Linked DNA regions of Callithrix jacchus: region 1 is linked to region 2. The links are chromatin contacts, called in public Hi-C maps. All regions are on one chromosome and are shown on one strand. The core of a region is the stretch at or near the end of the contact, and the rest is flanking DNA. Distances in the headings are between cores, read along the strand shown.

Evidence for each region. A called contact is a pair of places that touch in the nucleus more often than the background predicts.
Region 1: a Hi-C map of skeletal muscle shows a contact between it and region 2, with 15 times the contacts expected there. The contact joins two enhancer-like sites. A contact is called at or near these places in 2 of 3 Hi-C or Micro-C datasets (both in skeletal muscle).

The regions. Positions count from the first base shown.
Region 1 is chr10:130,460,629-130,466,125 of calJac240_pri, reverse strand. BRSK2 (BR serine/threonine kinase 2) reads left to right here. Exons shown (of 21, transcript XR_013523622.1): 15 at 190-238; 16 at 3,704-3,827. Among named protein-coding and RNA genes, the nearest start is that of BRSK2, 60 kb to the left of the region's middle. Within about 2 kb of position 3,350, at least 6 of the 16 cell types and tissues checked have an H3K27ac peak or open chromatin away from gene starts, as enhancers often do. A contact at or near this core is called in skeletal muscle, where this site is marked.
Region 2 is chr10:130,390,973-130,396,726 of calJac240_pri, reverse strand. The region is part of intron 1 of MOB2 (MOB kinase activator 2); the gene reads right to left. Among named protein-coding and RNA genes, the nearest start is that of MOB2, 24 kb to the right of the region's middle. Within about 2 kb of position 3,611, at least 3 of the 16 cell types and tissues checked have an H3K27ac peak or open chromatin away from gene starts, as enhancers often do. A contact at or near this core is called in skeletal muscle, where this site is marked.

The sequences.
Region 1 (5,497 bases), core at 2,101-4,600, 70 kb before region 2:
ACAGCCCAGGGGCGCTTCCGCCAGTGGGGCTTCTAAGGTAGCTGGGAGCTGGGGTGGACCCGTGGCCCTTGGGGATGTCCCAGTGTGTGGTGGACTCCTGATGACCCTGACCTTGGCTCAAGGTAGCCAGGGCAGGGGAAGGATGAGGCAGTCACACGGCCTTCTCTTCTGTTCATCCCATGTATACAGTTCCGACGCCGGAGGAGATGTCCAACCTGACTCCAGAGTCATCCCCAGAGTAAGTGGCTCCTGCTTGGAGGTCGCTTGGCACGTGGCACTGCGCTGAGGGAGGAGCATGGAACCCTTCCCCTGTGGCTGACGGGGACTCCTTCTCTACCTGGCTCCACCTCCCACTGTAGGCAGGGCCCGAGTCTGAACTTTGAATGCCATCCAGGGAAGGAGCCCCCAGCCCTGATGAGAAGCTTCAGCCCTTGGGGGAGCCTGGGGTTGGCTGGAGGCGAGTGGGGGGTACACTGGGCGGAGTCTTCCCCAGGGCCTGAGCTTGCCGGGAAGAGACTCGGGGTGGGTCAGGTCTCAAGGAGAAAGCAGCCTGTGCTGAGAAGGAAGAGGCAGGCCGGGGCAGGGGGCCAGGCCTGGTGGGAACATGCGTGCAGGGGCCGAGCAGGGCAGGCAGGCTGAGGCCCCGCCCGGCCGTCTTCCTGAGTCATAAGAGGTGCCACTGCACAGAGCCCTGGCAGTCGCTGTGACCAGTGTCTGGGCAGAGATGTCCCCAGAGACCCCTTCCAGCCCCCAGGCCCTCTCCCTGCCCTCCACAACGGCCTTAGTCACTGGGCAGTGTCTCGGTGACCGGGTACGTGGTGGCGTACACAAGTGAGCCTGCAGTGTGACCCCACACAAGGCAGCTGCAGAGTGGTGGCCGGGCCAGAGCTGCTGGGACCTCCTGCAGGTGACCCCAGGAAATGGAGGTGTGGCCAGCCGTGGACTCAGTAAGAGAACCCTCATCCTGCTGCTGGCTTTAAACCAGGGGCCCCTGTGCAAACTGCTCAGTGGAAGCCCCAGGAGCGCTGTATCTGGGCCTTTCTGGGCCGAGCAGGTGGCTCTTCCAGCTGGGCACCCAGGTCAGAGGCATGCAGGCAGCGTGGTAAGCCCAGAGGTACAGAGCTTGGCAGACTTCAGAACGCTCTGCCCAGGCCGTGGCGTCGTTTCTGCCACTACCAAAAACTTCCAGTACAGACTCATAATTACCTTCCTCAGTAAAGGTGGAAAATGCACCCCAGTAGCTTGACGACACTGGAATTACCTGGGCTTCTCCCCTACCCCATCGAGACCACCCAGAGGGCCTGACCGCTCCCCGGGGTCCAGCACAGATGCTTCCCACAGCCTTACCAAAGGGACAGATGCCTCCCTCATCTGAGGGCCCGGCACAGCCACCTCCCACAGTCCTCTCCCAAAGGTCCCAGCACAGCCACCTCCCACAGTCCCCTCCCAAAGGTCCCAACACAGCCGCCTCCCACAGTCCACTCCCAAAGGTCCCAGCACAGCCACCTCCCACAGTCCACTCCCAAAGGTCCCAGCACAGCCGCCTCCCACAGCCGCACCTAATGGTCCAGCACAGACTCCTCCCACAGCCCTCCTTGCCCAGGACTGGCTTGCTGGAGACCTGAGACAACCCTCAGTCCCAGCTGCCTCCAGCTCCAGAGGAACAGAACAAGGCGCTGTGTGCGCATGGGAGGTGACCGTCTTCAGGAAGGGGTGGTTGTCTGGGACAGGCAGGGCCGCAGGCAGGACACCTTCAGATTCCTTGAATCTGAAGCCCCGGGTGGAAGTCCAGGCAGTTTCCAGATTGCAGCCTTGAGGGGGGATCTTTCTCCAGGAAGCCTGAACCTGGTGGATGCGGCCCGCCCTGTGAGGAAGGGTCCCCGCCAGTGTCACAGGTGACTGATTTAAGTTCATCTCATCTAAAAATGGCTTTGCAGCAACACCCAGACTCTCGTCCCGCCAGGCTGTGCACTGTCTGCCATGTGGGCATGGGAGTCACGGCACAGGCCCCACCCGCTTCTGCAGTCCAGCCTCCCCGGGCCTCTGGCATCTTTCACATGTGGGACTATTTTTTACAAATGCCACACCCCCAGGCCTCAAAGCAGAGAGTCACGTGTACCATCTGTCCCGTCTCTTCCGTAGCAGAACACGGAAGAACCCCCCGGTCTCTGTTTCTAGAACTGCCTGGCTGCCCCGTGCACTTCCTGGTTCCAGGCTCTGGTTCCAGACTTCCTGGTTCCAGGCTCTGGCACAGGGCTGGGGTAAGCCAGAGCTGGCCCTTGGAGTTTCAAACCCAGAACAGCCAGCGGCCGAGGCCGGCGGGACACTGAGGTGGCATTGAGAGGCTAAGCGATGGCCGAGCCAGCCCCCGTGTTCGGCTGGCAGGACTCCCGGGCCTCACAGGGACGGCTGCAGTGGTTGAGGAGTAGACAGCTCCAGAAACCGGCAAGGGAAGCTGTGTAGCCAGGATGCCGGGAGAGGGCGCCCTGAGCCCAGCCCCTGCCTCTGCCTCTCCCTGCAGCCCTGGTCCCATGTCCCGGCAGCAGTGGCAGGGGAACCATCAGGGAGAGCCTTCCCAGACAGCGGCTGCCCAGCACGCTCTGCCTGACTTGAGGGGGTGGGGGGCGGAGCAGAGGGCCTCTGCACGTTGGGGTGGGCCTGCTGGCAAGATGGGAGCAATCTTCTGTGGCTTCAGAAGCGGCCCCCGCTCCTGTTGGAAGTCAGTTGCAGGTCCCGCCTGCTTCTGGGGGTGGGGGGCACATGTGACTTCAGGAGCCCTGCTCAAGCCACCTCCCACAGGCGCCTTGTCAGGAGGGCTTGTCTGTGGAGGGACAGCCCCAACCTTGGGAGCGGGTGGCAGGCTGGCAAGGTGGGCCAGGGTACGGAGCAGTGCGGTGGGCTTGGGAGGTGGGTGGTGCCAGCCATTCTCACTGGGCCCTGCGTCCAGCAGAGGAAGTGATGTGGGTCAGGCCCACCAATCATGAGGTTGGCAGCATTGCTCCAGCCTGAGGTGGGGACCCCCCACTGTGGTGGCACCAGGAAACCGCGGTCTGTGTGGCTGTGGCGAGCCCAAAACTGCCCTTCCCCAGCCAGCCCTGGAGGTCTGGAAGTAATCTCTACAGGGTGGGGACCGGCCACATGGCCACATGCCGTAAACACAGGAGGGTGGCCCCAGGGGTGCTGAAGCTGCCCTGCCCGGTGGGAGGGGGCACAGACCCTGGCATCTGTGCTGTACCTATCCTGCCACTGCCTGTGTATAGCTCCCTGGTTTCCCCAGCTCCAGGCTGGACACCTCAGCCAGGATGCCACTGGGCACCTGAGGAGGGCTTAGCCAGAAACATAAAAGCAAGGCTGGGGGCAGGGGGCACCCTACTCCCTTCTCCCTTCTCCCCTTCTTCCCAGTGGGGTCTCTAGTGAGTGGGCTGCCCAGGCACAGCTCTGGGGAGCCCAGAGGCACCAGTTAGGGCCGTGGAACCTGGTTAGGGTTATGGGTTAGGGCCACGGTGAAGGTCAGGGCATTTGGGCTAGTGTTAGGGCCAGGATAGGGGTCAGAGTCAGGGCCACGGGTTCTGCCTAGCGCTGTGGAGAGCCGTTTCTATCTCGTGGGAACAGGAATTCCACTGTTCCAACCCCAGGTTTGAGGGAGGCAGTGGTGTGGACCGCACCACGCCTCCATCCTCACAGCCTGTCTCCCACTGCCCAGGCTGGCCAAGAAGTCCTGGTTTGGGAACTTCATCAGCCTGGAGAAGGAGGAGCAGGTCTTCGTGGTCATCAAAGACAAACCTCTGAGCTCCATCAAGGCTGACATCGTGCACGCCTTCCTGTCGGTGAGGCCACAAGCGCCAGGGCCGGCGGGCAGCCCCCCCAACCCCACGCCGCCCAGCTCCCCCCTGAGAACGGGCAGACCCCCAACCCCATGCCACCCTGCTCCCCCCGAGAACGTGCAGCCCCCCAACCCCACGTCGCCCAGCTCCCCATTGAGAACGCCAGCCCCCCAACCCCACATCACCCAGCTCCCCCCACCCGAGAACGGCAATCCCTCCAACCCCACGCCACCCTGCTCCCCCCGAGAACGTGCAGCCCCCCAACCCCACGTCGCCCAGCTCCCCCCACCCGAGAACGGCAATCCCTCCAACCCCACGTCACCCTGCTCCCCCCGAGAACGTGCAGCCCCCCAACCCCACGCCACCCAGCTCCCCCCCGAGAACGTGCAGCCCCCCAAACCCCATGCTGCCCAGCTCCCCCCCGAGAACGGGCAGTCCCCCAACCCCACACCGCCCAGCCCCCCCCGAGAATGGGCAGTCCCCCCAACCCCACACCGCCCAGCTCCCCATTGAGAATGCCAGCCCCCTAACCCCACGTCACCCAGCTCCTCCCCCGAGAACGTGCAGCCCCCCAACCCCATGCTGCCCAGCTCCCCCCTGAGAACGTGCAGCCCCCCAACCCCACACCACCCAGCTCCCCCCCGAGAACGTGCAGCCCCCCCAACCCCATGCTGCCCAGCTCCCCCCCGAGAACGGGCAGTCCCCCCAACCCCACACCGCCCAGCTCCCCTTTGAGAACGCCAGCCCCCCAACCCCATGTCACCCAGCTCCCCCCCAAGAACGTGCAGCCCCCCAACCCCATGCCGCCCAGCTCCCCCCTGAGAACGTGCAGCCCCCCAACCCCACGCCACCCAGCTCCCCCCCGAGAACGTGCAGCCCCCCAACCCCACGCCACCCAGCTCCCCATTGAGAACGCCAGCCCCCCAACCCCACATCACCCAGCTCCCCCCACCCGAGAACGGCAATCCCTCCAACCCCACGCCACCCAGCTCCCCCCTGAGAACGGGCAGTCCCCCCAACCCCACATCACCCAGCTCCCAGAGAATCCAGAAGCCTATCTGTCCTGACCCAGAACACGTCCACACACACAGAACGGACATCATTCACCTGTGGGCCTGCCCAGCTGCCTTCACTGGACAGGTGTTCTCTCCTGCCCACCCTCTCGAGGGAGGAGGGGTCCCTGCCCATTTGGGGCACTTGGCCTGCAGAGGGAGGCAGGGCCTTGCTAACTGGTCCTGAGAAGCCCTAGGTGTGTGCCAGGCAGGCCTGGGCACCTGGCACATGGGGCAGGAGGCAGGTTCCAGCAGGATGGGCCTCAGAGAGCGACACCTCCATGAGAGTCAGGAAGAAGCCATTGTGAGGCTGTGACCCCAGGGACCCCGTGGAGCTCTGCGTGCCCTCAGTGGACACCCCCAGGCCTCGGGTATCTCAGTTTCCCTGGCCTCGCCCTGCCCTTGGAGGCTGGATGGCTCTCCACAAGGGTGGCCTCACTCAGGGGCTTGGGTGGGCTTAGTCTGACTTTGCTGGGCGTCAGGTTAGAGGAACAGAAGGACCCAGTCTCAAATAGAGAAGTGTTATTGCCAGGACTTGAGCGCCCGGTCCCACCAGGAGGCCCCTTCCCTGCCAGCCCTGTCCACTCTGTGCTGTGCCCAGGCGTCACAGGGGCTGCCCCC
Region 2 (5,754 bases), core at 2,362-4,861:
CACCCACACCCAACATCCACGTCAATGAATGAAGAGGCCACATCAGGGAACACAACTGCGACATTTCAGAACACCAGGGAACACGGGGCAGGCCCTGCTCCCCATTCTCAAGGTCCAAAGATTTTTTTCTCCCATTCTCTGCCTGGAGGGTCGATCTCAGCTGCTGGGGTCCTGAAGACCCACGTGGGAGAGGCAGGAACGGGATGTCGCACGGTGGACGTGGAGAGCTGTCAAGGCTTCACGTGCAGGGTGACACCCTCCACTGCGCCAGGGTGTCAGCGGACAGTGCTACCATCCCACACGCTCAGACTCATCCTCCAGAGTTAGATCGGACGTGAAGGGGGTGTACAGCTGCTTCTGAACACACCTCCAGCCTCCATCCAGGGGGCTCCCAGACTCCGCATGGAACCACCCGCAGCTCCGCTGTGAAAACACTTCCCCTGCTGGTCAGAGTTCAGCTTTCCTGCGTTTGCATTCACTCCACCTGAGCCTCAGCTTTCCAGCTTCCAAAATGGGTCTGCTCTTGACTCCTCTGTCCTCTCTGCTCCTGGGGCTTTCTGCCTCTTCAAAACTCCCCGCTGCTTGTCCCAGGTGGGGTCGGGAGGCAGGGCCAGCACAGGCTCCCTGGTGCCGGTCAGCCAGAGCCCTGTCTCTCTGCTCTATGGCGTGCCGGCGGGACAGGAGCACCCAGGAATGGCAAGGGCACCATGGCAGAGCCTTTCATCACCGCAGGCCGCGGGCTTGCCCTTCCGGAGGCCCACACCGACAGCTGCTGCACGGCACCCGCACTGCTTCTCTCTTCACATAGCAGGCTCCTGAGGAGCCCCACCAAGCAGGAGCTCTGAGCTGCAGCACAGAGTGTGCGGGCCCCAAATCCATGCCAGCATGCAAGCTCAGCCACAAGTCTGCTGGCAATAACCGTGGAACAAGCTTGTGAGGTTCAGAGAGTCCCACCCTGATGGGGAGAGCCACAGGGAGCCCCAATCTCGGCAGTGACAGGCCCCAGGTCCCCACACAATGTGAGAGTGGGGACAGCAGTGGACGGCAGCTCTTCAGCAGGGCACTACCTTTAGAGGGACCTCAACAAGTGACCACAGCCCAGGGCTGACTCTGGGGCAAATGCAGACCTCCTCCCGGTGCCCCCTTCAGAAAAGGTACTCAAACACTGGCCCCCATTACAAGCTGGACATGGTGCCAGGCGCAGGCACTGCCTGCCTCCAGGACTTAGAGGCCCTTGTCCTGACAGGTGCCAGGAGGCCCTCAAACGGGACTGCAGCAGTGGGGCAGGGAGGTTAAAGTAAAGAGGACGGAGGGGTCTGATGGAGACAATACCTTTCCTCGCCGTCAGAGGTGAAGGCTCTACTGTCAGCTGGTGCTGACTCGGGGGGCACACGAGCTCTCCTACCACGGCTGCACCACACGGCTGGTAAAGGGACAGTCCTGGACACCCGCCTCCTCAAGCGCGTGTGCACTCGTGTGTTCTCCTGTGCAGCACTGGCACCCCACTCCCATTCTGCCCCAGGCAGCTGGTGTGTTCCTCTGCGCTCACCAGCTCGACCCCACAGTGGCAGAGGGACTCACAGAGGGAGTCACACTCACGTGTCAGGGCTCCAGAGTGGTCCCCAACCACTGTGCTCACAGCCAGAACCCTGCAGGGTGGCTGTGCCCATGGCCATCACTGCCCAGCACCCGCTCCCTCCAAACAGCCAGCAGCGCCCTCTGGTGGAGACTGGCCTCAGCCTCTGTGGCACTGCATTCCCATGGCAGTGGCCGGTCGTGTCCCCAAGTCCTAGAGAATGCCCCTCTCTCTATCAGCCCTGGGAGGGTCCCTGGCACCCTGGTCTAGGCCCCCATTCTCCACAAGTGCACTCCTTGGCCCTTCAGGGACTAGAGGCCTCAGGAGTGCTCCTGGGAGCAGAGTGTGGGGATCGACCTGGACCCTCCTCAGAGGCAGTGCCTTCACGGAAGCACGAGGGGCTTCGAAGCAGAGAGGGCTGCCACTTATCAACCAGATGGCCTGGGCTCAATTCCCAGCTGCAGGGCCCTGGCCCATGATGTCACCTCTCTGCATTTCCCACTTATAAAATGGCAATGCTGACCTCCAGAGTGTCCTGAGTGGGCAGAAGGCTGCAGCACTCCCCAGGGAATCCGACACCAGCCCCTGGACACTCCTGGATGCTCCTGGGCATAGCAAGGTCAGAAAAGTCACCTCCTGGCTGTCCAAAAGGAGGGTCCACACCAACAGGGGGCAGTGACCCAAGTACTTCTGAATGTACCATTTGAGCGATCATTTTCAACAGAACCAAGGTGACCAGAAAAAAGACTTCTGTGGCAAGCTCTGCTCCAAGTGACCACAGAGAAGCTGAATCTTCCAGTTGTGCAAACAGAAGGTACCAAGTACTGGCTGCTTTCTAGGTCTCTCTGGGTCTGACTGTGACACTCCCCCCCCGCATCACCTTAGTACCCAAAATACCCACTGCTCAGCGGTGACCACATGAATCAGAAGCAAGGCATCCTGAGGCCCCGGGGAGCCAATCACAGGAGACGGTTGGTCACTAGGACACTAGGACACTCTGCCTCCCAATAACCAGAGCAGCCCAAGGCACCTGAAACCACACGCCGCTGATGGAGTGGCGGGGGGGAAGGGAAAGACCGGCACCCGCCCCTCACCCACCTGCCCGCCCGCCCTGTAGGGGAAGGGGACAATTAGACAGGGGCGAAACCTATCAGGCCAGAGGTGAGATGGGTGCCCCTTCTCAGACACAAGCACCGGAGAGAGGGGTCAGCGTGGGCCCTGCTGCTCTGCCCCAAGCACCGCAGTGGCGTGGAGTGGACCACCACTCACAGAAAGGAGAGAGAAACTGGAGTCCAGTTCTGTCCACAGGAGGGCTGTGTCCAAATGCAGGGCCTGCAGGTGGTGCCATCAGGCACGACCCAGAAAAGAGGAAGAGCCCATTTTTGTTTCGGACAAAGAAAGGAAGACATGAGGGTCCGGGTCCAGCACACAGGCCCCTGCGGGAAGGGGTGGAAGCTTCAGTGCTACTTTTCCTCACTGAAGGTGAAGCATGTGACTTGACTCTTATAGTCTCTCTTTCAACAATGAAGAAAAATGTTACATAAACCAAAAAATGAAACACAGAGGCAGGACGAGCTCCCCAGGACAGGGTGGGCCAGCACCCAGCCTCTCTGGCTCCCGTTACAGCATAACCCCAGGCTCACAGGAGAGGATGCAAAGGGCAGAGAGTGCCCGAGGCCCAGGCCTCCCGGCCCCACCTCCCTGGTGGGCACTCACCCATGTGCCGCCTCCCCAGCCAACAGCACTCTCCCGCCCTCCACAGCCACGCTGGGCACGTGCCACCCTCATGTGCGGGCCCCACCCTCTCACCTCCCGGGGGTTCAACCCCCTGCTTCTCCTTCTCCAACACCCTCCACCACACCACAAACAGCTCTGGCTGAGGCCACCCTCAACTGGCCATGTCCTCAATTCCCATCCCTGTAACACAGGGGCAGGCACCTGTGGAGGCTGATTGCGGCTTCCCCTGCAGTCACAACCCCAGCTCCTTCTCCCTCGCACCAGCTCTTCCCACTGTCCCTGCTACCCCCGCATCCAGCTCCCCCAGACTGCTCTCTGCCAGGCAGCATGCTCAGGGCACACCAGACATCTCACCTCCAGCTCACTGTGTCCAGAGATGTCTGACATAGACACTGTGTCTGCCTCTGAGAGGCGCCCCCCAACGCCCGCCATCTCCATAGACGATGCCCCGCCCCAACTGCTTAGGGACACCTGTTCACCATCCCTTCTACCTCCCTCCCGAGAGTGGGGTTTGTCAATTCCCTCTGTTACTGGCCAGAGTACCCTGGAACAGGGTCAAGCACAGCTGGGCCAGACGCAACTCCCACCTCTCAGCACCTCAGGCAGGCTCCTACTACCACTCTGTCCCTCCATGTTGCCACCTACAAAACAGGGTCTCGGTAAGTGCCCTGCGGGGTATGGCAGTGAGCATGGGAACAGTCAGAGCTCCAGGGTCCGCCACGACGTCGCCTTGCCAGTACTGTGCCTGCTGTGACTCTGCACGTTGTGGCAGCAATAGGCCACTCTAACTGGCCACATAACCTCCACAGAGAAAGGAGGGGCCAGGGACAGTGGGAAGAAGCAGACTCTGCTCTGACAGACCCACCTCAGGGCCCACCTGGCCGTATTCCACGACCCCAAGAGGATGCAGAGTGATGCTGCCCTCCATGGCTCACCTTAAAGAGCTCACTTGTAATGGGAAAGGAAGGGTCGAAAGGGTGAAACACAATGGCTTCTCCGTCCCATCACACTGCGCGATTCAGGAATAGTCTGTAGCAGTGACCCCACAGAGCCGCCAGGTACAACAGCCAAGACATGGGAAAACCTCAGCGCCCATGGTGGATCAAGAGACAGGAAGTGTGGTGCACACACTCCGTGGTGACTGCCACGAGACCAGCCTGCATGCAGGATGGCTTCACAGGTGTGACAGCAAGGGAGCGGGAGCTCCAGGCCAGACAAGCCTGGGGGAGGTGGCCCATGGCCCCTGAGGCCGCATGCCTAGGGCTCATCTGTACAGCCAGCCGGGCCACCCTGCATCCTGCAGCAATGGCTCCGGTGGGGCCCAAGGCCATGCGTTTCTAACAAGGTCCAGGCAACCCACTGCGAAACCGAGTTTAGGCTACAGTTGCCTCCTGACATATTTTAAGATCTACCTAAATGTGTCTTTGTACATCGTGAACTGTGGCAAGCGGAGGTGACAACAGAACACAGCCTATCCTTGTGCCAGTCACCCAGTTTGGCCAATCACATGTAGCTAACTGTTGGAGCTGTGTTCAAATAAGGCAAATGCCGAGCTGTGACCAATGGACTGTCTCTGTGCCTCACTGCCGTGTTCCGTTTTTCTTTTCCCGTCCATAACCACCACAAGGCTGCGCTGGAGTCTCTGAGTCTGCTCTGGCTCAAGAGGCGGCCCATTCAAGAATTGTGTTTTGCTCAGTTAAACTTCTTTACATCTGCTCTGGCTGATTTTTTTCTTTTATCACCGCTCTTGCTGCTGCCCACACCCCACCTGGGGAACCACTGCCCCACAGTGCCAGACACACCACCTGGCCTCTCTGCACCTCCATTCTGGGGCAGGGATGCGACAAGGACCAAGTGGGGCATGTGCCCCCAGTTCTCAGCAGCACGGGGCCCCGCCCACAGCAGACTCCCCCTTGAGGGTGAGCGAGTGTAGCAGTGGGGCTTCGATGCGCGCTCTGCAGGGTTCTCCACATCCACCCCGTGCACATCCATCTACTGGAGAGCTGCCCCAGGACTGCCCTGAGACACCAAACCCATGAACTCAGCCCCTGGCTCCCAGGGAATGCCAGCAAGTGAAGTGAACGGGAAGGACGACGGTGCTTGAGGCAGACGCTACTGTGGAGAGAAGCCCAGCATGGTGCAGGGGAGCAGGAGGCCAGGGTGTGAACCTGAATCTGGCCACCTCAGCAGAAGCACAGGAAACACAGACTGTGGTGCTGACCAGAGATGCAGGACATGGAAAAGAGCATAAGCCACTAGTGAGGACAGCCAGGGTCAGAAACCCGAGGGCATGCTGGCTGTCAACACGCAGGGGGACGCCAGGAGGAACATGTCCACAGTAACACACAGTGGATTTCTATAAGATGTTACCCCAAAATCAGGTGTTCACCATAAGGCTGTGCTGGAAAAGGAAGCTCAGATGGAATCAAGTGTCCAGAAAT